Linked DNA regions of Mus musculus: region 2 is linked to region 1. The links are chromatin contacts, called in public Hi-C maps. All regions are on one chromosome and are shown on one strand. The core of a region is the stretch at or near the end of the contact, and the rest is flanking DNA. Distances in the headings are between cores, read along the strand shown.

Evidence for each region. A called contact is a pair of places that touch in the nucleus more often than the background predicts.
Region 2: a Hi-C map of uterus shows a contact between it and region 1, with 6 times the contacts expected there. The contact joins two enhancer-like sites. A contact is called at or near these places in 2 of 484 Hi-C or Micro-C datasets (both in uterus).

Annotation. Positions count from the first base shown.
Region 1 is chr15:63,119,434-63,124,422 of GRCm38.p6, reverse strand. The region is part of intron 3 of Gm30159 (a long non-coding RNA gene); the gene reads left to right. Among named protein-coding and RNA genes, the nearest start is that of Gm30159, 24 kb to the left of the region's middle. Within about 2 kb of position 2,977, at least 3 of the 459 cell types and tissues checked have an H3K27ac peak or open chromatin away from gene starts, as enhancers often do. A contact at or near this core is called in uterus, where this site is marked.
Region 2 is chr15:63,530,476-63,535,978 of GRCm38.p6, reverse strand. No RefSeq gene overlaps it. Among named protein-coding and RNA genes, the nearest start is that of Gm25702, 52 kb to the right of the region's middle. Within about 2 kb of position 3,143, at least 28 of the 459 cell types and tissues checked have an H3K27ac peak or open chromatin away from gene starts, as enhancers often do. A contact at or near this core is called in uterus, where this site is marked.

The DNA.
Region 1 (4,989 bases), core at 1,728-4,227:
TCTGTACTTTAAGTATTGTTATTCTATATTCTTATTTTTCCTACTGAAAGATGTCTTTTCTGCATTTTAATTGAGTTACTGGGTTTTTCAATTTCATCTTCATTTCAGAGATGAAATGAACTCAGCTTGAATTCTCTTCAATATTTCTATATCATCCTTAAATTCAGTTTTCAAATCTTGAATTGTCTTCATCATTTCATTTAGCCACCTATTTCTGTTTTCTTGAAGAAGATTCAGGCATCTGGACCCTCAGAGACTGAACTATCCATAAAGCAAAGAACAAACATAGGCTGGACCTAGGCCCCTGTACATATGTAACAGGTGTACAGCTTGGTCTTCAGGCAGGTCCCTTAACAACTTGAGTGGGGGCTATCCCTGAATCCATTGCCTGCCTGGCTGCAGTTCCCATTTCCTCTAACTTGACCACCTTGTCTGGCCTTAATGGGACTGAATGTGCCTAGTACTGTAGTTACTTGATGTGCTGGGGAGGCGAGTAGGGAGGTATAGTGTGTGAGGAGTCAAGGAGGGAAGAATGGGGGGAGGATCTGCATGAGGGCATATTTGGAAGAGGAGAGCTGATATCAGTAAATAAATAAATAGACAAATAAAAAATAATATATTTAAAACAAGAAATTCAGACATTTATTTGTATCCATTTTAAGTTCATTAAGCTGTTTTCTCAAGTTATCTTTAGAATATTCAAATTCTTTGGTAAATTTCATGAATACTCTTTTAAATTCTCTGTCATGGGGTTCACCTAGGTAATTTTCACTGGAGAACGTTTCTAAAGGACTAATTGGACTCAAAGAGGACATGCATGCTTGTCCTTTTATGTAGTTTGTGTTTGGCCATGTTAGCTGGTCATGTGAATACCTATCTATGTTTGTGTGTGTGGTGTATGAGTCTATCCTGTATTAGACTAAGCTGGTACAGGAACTATGTGACTGAAGCTAGAGGAGGGACAGCTGCTGCATGAGCCTCTCAATTAGACCTAAGCCTATGAGTAGAGATGGCCCAGTGGCTTGGGGGAAGGCATCCAAAACTCACCAGGCATGCTGGAATTGTGACTGTCTTGAGCTTCCATGTGTCTTGTGCATGCTATCTCAATCGCTGTGAATTCCTATGTGCAACTATTTCCTGCTTGCCTTTTGCTGCTTTCTCTTTCGGTTTGGTTTCATGTAGAACTTTTCTGAGAAAATCATTTGCAGCACTCTACTTAATTGTCAACTTTACTGGATTCAGAATCACTATGGGAACAGACCACTTCATGTGACCATGGGGGAAAGGTCACATGAAGGTCCTGAAAGGTTTACAGAGAAACAACGTTGACCCAGTATATGGGTGACACCATTTAATGGCATAGGATCCAGGAGTGAGTAAAAGGGGAAAGTCTGTGGAACCCTGACCTTCTCTACTTTCTGACTGTCCACACAGCATAATTGGCTGCAAAATGTTCCTTATTTATTCTTTCTCCTCAGTTATAGACTGTACCCTTAAATTATAAGTCTTAATAAGCTCTCTCTTAAGTTACACATCTTTGTTATTTTGTCATGGTAATTAATACAGGTTCAACCCAGCATGTGTGCAATGTTTATAACGGCATGAGCATATTCTTCCTGTTCATCTTTGGCATTAACTGGATGATCTTCCACCCATTCATGTCTGCTTTCAACTTGACTATGGCCCAAGTTTGTTATAGTTGCTGAGACTTCACTTATTTTCCCTGTCTAATAACTTAACTTGATGCAGGATGTCTTCTATTTTCCTTGAGGGCAGAATATATACAAACAGTGATCTCTTCTTTCTATAAGAATCATATTTATTGGCATGACTGGGTTATTATAATAAAACTCCAATAATCTAAAGCATAGTTTCATGAAATGTTTATAAATAGCTATTAAATGTAAACACTGTACTAATTGCTGAAATCATAGTCCTTAAACACATGTATTCATTTTCCCACTTCAGATCTCTCAGACAATCGGAGCCAATTAAAAACCTAAACCAAATTAGGAGCTTTCAAGTGACAGAGATTTGCATGTGACTTGCCCTCCACATCATAAACACTTTTCAGGCTCTAAATATGTGCAGTCTGTGCAAGTATGGTGACCATAGCATCTCTGAGCCCTAATTTCATTTATAAAGCAAATACAAATCTAACTATCCCTAAAGTCATTTGGATTAAGTTATAGTTTCTATGAAGTTCTTGGCTGTTATCAAATCCTCAACAAACAACCCCTTTTTGAATTTCCACTCCCCAACACTTGGCCTACTCATCCTAGCTTCCTGAGTTTCAGTTACATCAGAAAATGAGAGGAGCTCATAAATGAGGAAAACCTCTACACTTTTATCTCATCTGATTTTTACCTATCAAGAATAATTCATAGTTCTACTAATCCATGTTTTTCTAAAGTGAACCCAAAGTTCTTGTATAAATCAACCCTAACCAAAAGCAAAACAGAATAAACAAAGAGAGAAGAACAAAAACAGAACAAAACAAAAGTATAGATTCCCTCCTGATTACAAAGATCCCATGCTCCAAGCTCATCACTGTCTGGGTCACTGTGATTCCTGTTACTAAGGCTACAGAGTCTGTTTACAAGAGGAGCACATCTTTAGCGATTTTAAAAAATAAAATGTAGGGACAGACTGTACTTCACTGAGGGGAGAAAAAACCCACAAGTGCATCTGGGAAGGCTTCGTCTGACAGACCCTTTAATTTCAATAACAGTATCATCTGGAAGTGCAGCAAAAGGGGACTTAATTTCATATTTGGCTTGAAGATGAAAATCTCCACTTTCTTTCATTTGCTAAGAATCCCAGTGCAGCAAAGTATATTTGTAAGAAGAGCCAAGAAGACACAAGGGGTTCTTTTTTTTTTTTTTTTTTCCTCTTGAGTCTTCTGTAGATTTGGATTCATGGGAGTGCAGGAAGGGAAGAACACTTACCAGAGAGCTCTTAGAAACACCCAGATGTGCCTGTAGGAATTCCTGGTCTTGGAGTAATGGGATAGTGAGGCTTGTCCACATGAATAGAGGTTAGATCTAGAATGAGATCCAAGGTTAAAGGTTTATATCAGTGATACAATTATTTGGCACAGATAGCGAACAACAACAAACAAGCTGGAAATCAAAGTCGCTACCCCATGTGGACAGATCTCCTTTCCCATAAGAGTGGGAAGTATTGCTTCACACACTGTCAGGGGGTCTATATCGCCAGGGAAGCAAACTCAACTTCTGCCTTTTCCCTCCCACCCAAGAACTTACGTCTGCTTTTAGTTTATGAGTTAAACGACTTTTTACTTTCCACCTGGTCATCATGGGCTGCTCATATCTGGTTACATCATCTCCATATAGACAGAAGTACTGGAAAGTATGCAAAGAGAAAAAATGAGGCTTTACAAAACATGGCATATAGAAAAACTATAATTTGTGTGAAGGAATATTGCTCATCTAGAACCAGGAAACTTGAAGAAAGCAACATTAAGTAAACAGAAACTACAGGAGTTTGTCCCCAGAAAACCTGTATTATAGAAAGAATGAAAATATTTCTGCCAGAGGAGAAGAATACAGATAGAAATTTGCATCTTCAAGATGGAATGAAGGGTTAGTTGAAGTAGCAAAGATTTGAGTTAAAAATATAGTTTCCTCCAAAATATTTGATTTACTAATGACTATTTAAGGCAAATTTATACCATGGTATAAAAATGGTAATGACCAGTACAAAAATCCAAAGGCAATGGGAAGTAGGAGTAGGTGGTTATAAGATCTCTATGTAATGAACGTAATGAACAAGTGGAAGTGGGCCTTACATTCTTTTTCCCACTCTTAGGGCTCTTTTCCTTTTGTTGGGTTGCTTTGTCTTGCACTTACAAAAGAAAGTTCATTCCCAGATTTATACTCCCAACTTAATAACAGCCTAAATTATTTTCCAAAGCAAGTTATAGACAGCAAAAACTGTCTTCTGACTTAACTACATCATCCTCAAGTCACAAATTCTGATCATTTTATTTATCCAGCTGATGCCAAATACTGATCATGAGATGCAGAACTGTGAATGAGAATTTGAGGTTTACATCTTCTTGTTTTAGAGACATGCTCTCTCATTAAACTTGAAGGTCTCTACTTGGTTAGACGGGCTGACCAGTATGCCACAGGGGTTTTCCTGTCTCTACCTTCCAAGCATTGGAATTAGATGCACACACAGCCACATACAACTTTTATTGTTATATGGGTGCCAGGGATCCAAAATTAGGTAAGCAAGGAAAGGTTTACTGAGTTCCCATCTGTTAGTTTTTGAGATATGTAGTCCATGCTGACTTTGCGTTTTTAGTCCTCCTGACTATACCTCTTGCTGGATGAACATCTGTCACCACTGTTCTCAATTCTCAATTTTTGTTAATACCAGCTGCAAACATTTGGAAAGTAAGCTGAAAACATCAGTTCCATTTACAATACAGTTCACCTGACTCCATGGTTTTTAAACTTTTGTTCATGAAAGTCTTAAATCTTCAACATGTTGCCTCTAAGAGGCCTCAGTACATTTCTTCTCTCCAGGATCTCATTCCAAATATACACAAGAGAGGGTTTTGAGCCACAACTATTCTGCTCCATGCCACAGTCTTTCTGAACCAAATGTACATGGCTGGTAGTACATACAGCCATGGTATCTGTTATACTTTTTTTGTTTTGTTTTGTTTTTGGGGGGGGGGTGTTGTGTAAAGAAGAAATTTAAAGAAGGTGCTAATAGGAAAATCTGATACCAACAAGCACATGTGACAAAAGAAGAGACTTTGAAGTTGTATTTGCTGCTGAGGTTTTAAATCTCTTAAATACTGACTCTAATGTTTAACACTTCAAACTAAAAGTCTAGGTAGATGCATGTACTGTGGACTAAAGAAAGGTCAACAATGATTCTTTACTGAGGGGTGTGTGTGTGTGTGTGTGTGTGTGTGTGTGTGTGTGTGTGTGAGAGAGAGAGAGAGAGAGA
Region 2 (5,503 bases), core at 1,894-4,393, 410 kb before region 1:
TAAATTCTTGCCTTTGTCCAGCTCTAGGGTAGATTTTTTTTGGTCATATTTTTGTTGTATTATATGATGAGTCCTATGTGATTGCTTAAGTATATTTCACTTTATATTGAGACAAGACCTGCTATGAATTCTAGGTGGGATTTGTACTCATAATCCTCCCATTTCTGCTTCCTAAATGCTGGGATTATAGGTTAGACCCATTCAGTTAGACCTTAAATGCTAGGGTTATAGGTTATAATTATAGATTATGGGTCAGGCCACATTCAGTTCTGGAAACTCTAAAAGTAATTTCTCATATTAAGTTTTCTCTGTTAAAAATAACTAGTATGGGTGTGTTTCCCTAGCGACTTATATGGACAAAACTGCATACCTAGAAGGCATCCTTGAGGAGTTATGTTAGTCTGGCTGTAATCCATGACACCCTTCTCTGCCACCCTTCTTTCCTTACCAAGGTTGCTGTCTCTTTTACTGCTGAAATTTTTGCAGAGTTGATCATTTAAGTATATATATATATATATATATATATATATATATATATATATATCATTTCTGACAATTATAAAGCATTTTCTTGTATTAAAGGTGGGTAGAATGAGGTGACAATTCCTTGTGATGTTTCATGAGTTATGCTCATTACCAGCTTGCTTTTGCTTGGCTCCAGGATTACAGTAGATTGGTCTTAACTATTCTTAGTTCTCCCATCTATGAATTATATACTTATAGCTCACAAAACTCTTGCTGCTGTAACAAAATCCTTCCCTGAAGAAGAGATTCTTTAAAACAGAAAAGCCTAGTGCATTTGATTGAAGCACAGGTGAATATTAAATATTTCCAGGGGTCCTTGTATCATGCACTTGTCCTAAACTGAATGGAAAGAAACACTGTGATTGGCTATATCTTGGCTACAACACTGAGATTATAAAAGGATGCTTCATTAAAGCGAAGTCAGGATGGTATATTCAGGATAAAGAAGGCTTGATTCTGGGCAGGGCAAGATGTTTACTGTCAATGACTATTGGTTATACTATCCAAAGAATTTGAGTATCAGCCCTGTATCTTGGAGACTTTGCTTGCAAGATGGGATACTTTGCTCTGCAGGATTGGAACGGTCACACTAGGAACAACTCCTAAAGACAGCTCACTAGTACTTTTTTTCTCAGCAAGATTCTTGACTTCTAGTTTCCTTTCTGGCATATATTATAGAGATTGACTGACCATCAGTGTTGACTCTGACTTGAGTTTAAATCTTGGCTTTCATCTGTCCACTCTTGAGAGTTTGAGAAAGTTGTTTACTTTCTGTGTGTATCTGGCCAAGAATACCTTCCTTCATCAGTCTTTCTTCTACCATCTAACCGTCTTCATCAGGTTTTATAGTCACCTTTTTTTCCATTATAAAATACTGGAGTTTGAAGTTCTAAAATAGTGCCTGACATATTACAAGTCACTAGTGGGCATTGGTTGGTTATTATCACTCTCACCCCATGGCAGAGATGATTTCCAAAGAGCAGAACCACCATGCACTAGATTTATTGTACAAACGATGGACCAGATTTGTCTAAATCTTCCAAATTGTCTCCCATTGTTCCTCTTTCCTTTCAGGAATGAGTCAAGAGTATACGTTTAGGAGAGAAAAGAAGAAAGGGCACAGAGTCGGGAGGCTTAGAAGATGGAAGGTTCTGGAAGGAGTTGGGAGAGGGAAAAGTATGATCAGAATATATTGTATGCAAATTTCATTTTCAATTAAGAAAAAGAGAGTTCAAGGAGTTTAGGCTGAGGATGCTGGCACTTATATACCCTGAATCTCAACATGTGCAAGGCTGAGCCAGAAGGATCATGAGTTTGAATTCAGTATGTAGTACATAGTGAAAATTAGTCTCAAACTATCATAAACAAATAAGTAAATACTGATAAGTTATTCTCTACCAGTGAAACAAGCCAATTCAAGCCAAATTAAAATATATAAAGGCAGGTTTATTGGGAGGCAGATCTTGGGCAGATTTACTGGTCCCAAGGAACAAGGCCAGAGAAGTTGCCATGGGAAGGGAGACAGAAAGGAGGGGCAAGAGAAATCGAGAAAGAGCATGTACAAGCAGGGAGAGAGAGAAAATGCAGAGGCGTATGGGAGACCACAGTGTGTGGATTATATAAGGAGAAGCTTCTGGGAGAGGGGAAGCCCAGCCCCTGGACTGGAAGGAACTGTTAACAGGCAAAGGCACTGTGCTTAATTAAAAGATGGTTTTCACAGTATGCCAGACATGCTTGTAACATGTAGGGACTGAGGAATCCTGGGAGAACCTGGAGCCAGGTCCTCTTTGACATGTTAAATAGGCACTTCAGCATCCTTTCTGGGTCTGAAACCCAATATAGGGAAAGAAGGTAAGATCAGGAGTCAGGTATTCCTTGGACTCAATCCATATCAAAAACAGTACTAAAATAGTTGTTCTATCAAGTGTTTGGACATTGGCTCAAGCCACGAAGCAGAAACTTCTAGTTTTTGGTTGTATCAGGTGTTAGCCATTGACTTAGTGCGTCATGGGAATGTCAAGCCCTTCTGGTTTAGGGAGATAAGTAGATGTGCGCCTAGTGGGTTTGCACAGAACACAGAGACCTGAGGGCAGCAGCTTTGCTGCTCATATTCTCACTCCATATGCCTCATGGTTATTAATCTGGAGTGTTCATTTAATATGCCATCTCCAAGGGTCACTTATTCTTTTATTCCCCATGTATATATTTTACTTCAATCAGCATTAAATAGGTTATTATATGCAAGTACCAGTAAAAACAGTCTATTGTTAAAATAAGTCTCCCCCCCCCCCCATCCTCAGTGTGTTTCGACTTGGGCTTAAATCCTGTTTCCCTTGACATTCTTGCACCAGATGTCTTAGGTTTTACCTTAAACAGAAAAGAATTGCTCTTCAGTGGGGCAATTGAGTCTTCAGAAATAGGAGCTTATGTTCAGCTTATCAAATTTGGATCCAGCTCCTCCTCCATGATAATTAACATGCAATGATATTCCCGAGTCTTTTTCCCCTGGCAGGGTCCTGGCAGACTTTTCAAGGTTCAAGCTGGTTCTAAATAACACTAAGATAAATCTTTGCTTTTGTCACACTGTTGAGTCGCTAATAAAGAGAGCAGGCAGGCATTGTGGCGGGCTTTCTTTGGTCAGAGAGCCCTTAATGGTGTGTCAGGATTATATAATTCACCCTCCAAGAGCATCCAAAAGAGAGATAAATTGTTTGGTTGGGAGAAATTAACCGCGGATTGATCCTATCTGTTTTAATTTAACACAGGATGGCTTAGACTACTCCTAGGAGCAGATGGGCTATTGATCTGACAATAGGATAATCAGAGCATCAAAGCTGGGGTGGGAGAGCGAAGGGAGGGGCTTCCGAAGCGCTTGGGACTTTGCCAGAGTATTCCTCTTGGAACGAAAGCCATCTTTTAATTGGGCACGCGCCTTTGCCTGCTAACAGTCCTTATGATCAGTAAGAGCTCCCAAGGACTGGACCTGCATGGAGTTTTCCTGTAAAGAGCTTATGCTGGGCGTGCTGCTTGGCAGAGGGATGCAACTTGGCAGTGGAAGGGTGTAAACTGTGGGGGAAGGAAGGGAGCAAGGAGTTGGATACTGTGCTCTGGGAAGCCGCTGCTGAAAAAAGATGGAGACAGAGATAGCAGAGTTGGAATTAGAATCATCTGGTTAAACTCAGAGGCTACACAGTCTTCCTTTCTGCCTTTTTTTTTTCTTTAAATAAACATTCTATTTTCCTGCTACCAATTTGTTTTACTTCTGCCTAATTTACACATACTACACTTATCAATAATCTTCTCCCTGATCTCAAGGGTGAGGTTTCTTTGGGAGCCAGGTAAAGGTGTATATGGAAGCTGAGTGTCTCCAGGGTGTTAGGGTTGGGGCCATGCCCTTCTTTTGTACCTGCAGTTTTGCTTGTGAGTTAGGTGTCTCCTCTGGCTCGTGGACACTCAGTTAAAAGCTCATGGCCCCAGATGCTCCCAGATGGGTCAGGCAGAGTTCTTGGGATGCTATGGTGACTACTAGGTCAGGATGCCCTGACACATAACCCAGTTGAAGACCCAGCCAAGGCCAAGTATCAAAGGGCAAATGCAGTCCAGGGGGTCAGGGAAAGGGCAAATAAGTCTTGTGAGGGACACTTGGGACTTTGACAAGCTGAGTCTGCCTGACTTTGAGAAGAGCCTGCGTCATTCATGTCAAGGGTCCTCTTTGGGGATGAAGTAGTAGTAGTGGCTGACCATGGAGAATCCTAGTTTGCCCTGGGGTTTGGTCCATTAGTAAAGCTCTGAGGGGTGTCCAATGCAGCAGGAATGTGCAGATCTCTCTCTCTCTCTCTCTCTCTCTCTCTCTCTCTCAATCTCTCTCTCTCTTTCTCTCTCTCTCTAGGTGACAGCAAGTCTTAAAAAACAAACTTGAACTGCTCTTGGTAAGGGCAATAAACGGCAACAGTGACATGTACTTAGGTCTTTTAGTTGGGGACAAGGGGAAATGGTGGTGTAGTTTCTCCCTACTCTCTTCTACCTCTCCTGCTGTCCTACCTTTCACCCTTCCAATCTCAGATTTCCAGTGATCCTCCTTATGATTTAGAGCTAGAAAGGCCTTATGTCTCATCAGGATACCCACCAACATCTCCTAAGTGCTCTCTCCACCATGGGAACCTGGAGAGACTGATAACCATATATCAGGTCACATCTATCTGGAGAGAATTTCCTAACTGTGCTGGCAACAACCACACCCACCCTACTATTGCTGAAAACATCTTGGATGTATGAGGAGAGGCAGAGGGCAGAGAAGCCTTTAAGAGAAAGGAAATCATTTATTATTCATTCAACTGGAGGATCTATTACTATAAACTTCTAGGCTCTGTGGAGTTGGTAGTGATTCTGCTGAGTTTGCATCCCAGAAAAGTGAGAGCAGCTACAAGAATCCATTTGAGATATTGTGTGCTAGGAAGATTTATTTTTTTCAGTTTTTGGTTTCTTAAATGTTTTTAACTGAGATAAACTACATTACCTTTTCCCTTCATTTTTTTTCCCACCTGCCCCTACCAGATACCCTCCTTTGAACCTCTCCACATCACCCAACTCAGGTTGATTGGTTCTTTTATTATTCTCATATACATACATATTTATGTGTGTGTATATTCATAAATACATTTAAATACAATCCACAAAGCCCATTTTTGTTGTTTGTGTGTATATGGCCTTAGGGATGACTGCTCTGTGTCAGACAACCAATAAGGGAGCTTGTCCCTAGAAGAGGCTAATTAGTTCCTTGTATTCCTTTGTCTAGGGGTGTGATTCTGCAAAAAAATTTCCTTCCCCTGTTATGATTTCCACTGATATTACTACTGTTCCTTTCTTCTTTATGCAGCTATTTCTAGGAGAGACTATTTTACAGCAGACTTCCTGGTATTCTGGCTCTAACAGTCTTCTGTAATGTTCCATGAACACTGGAGCTGTGATGTAGCTTTAC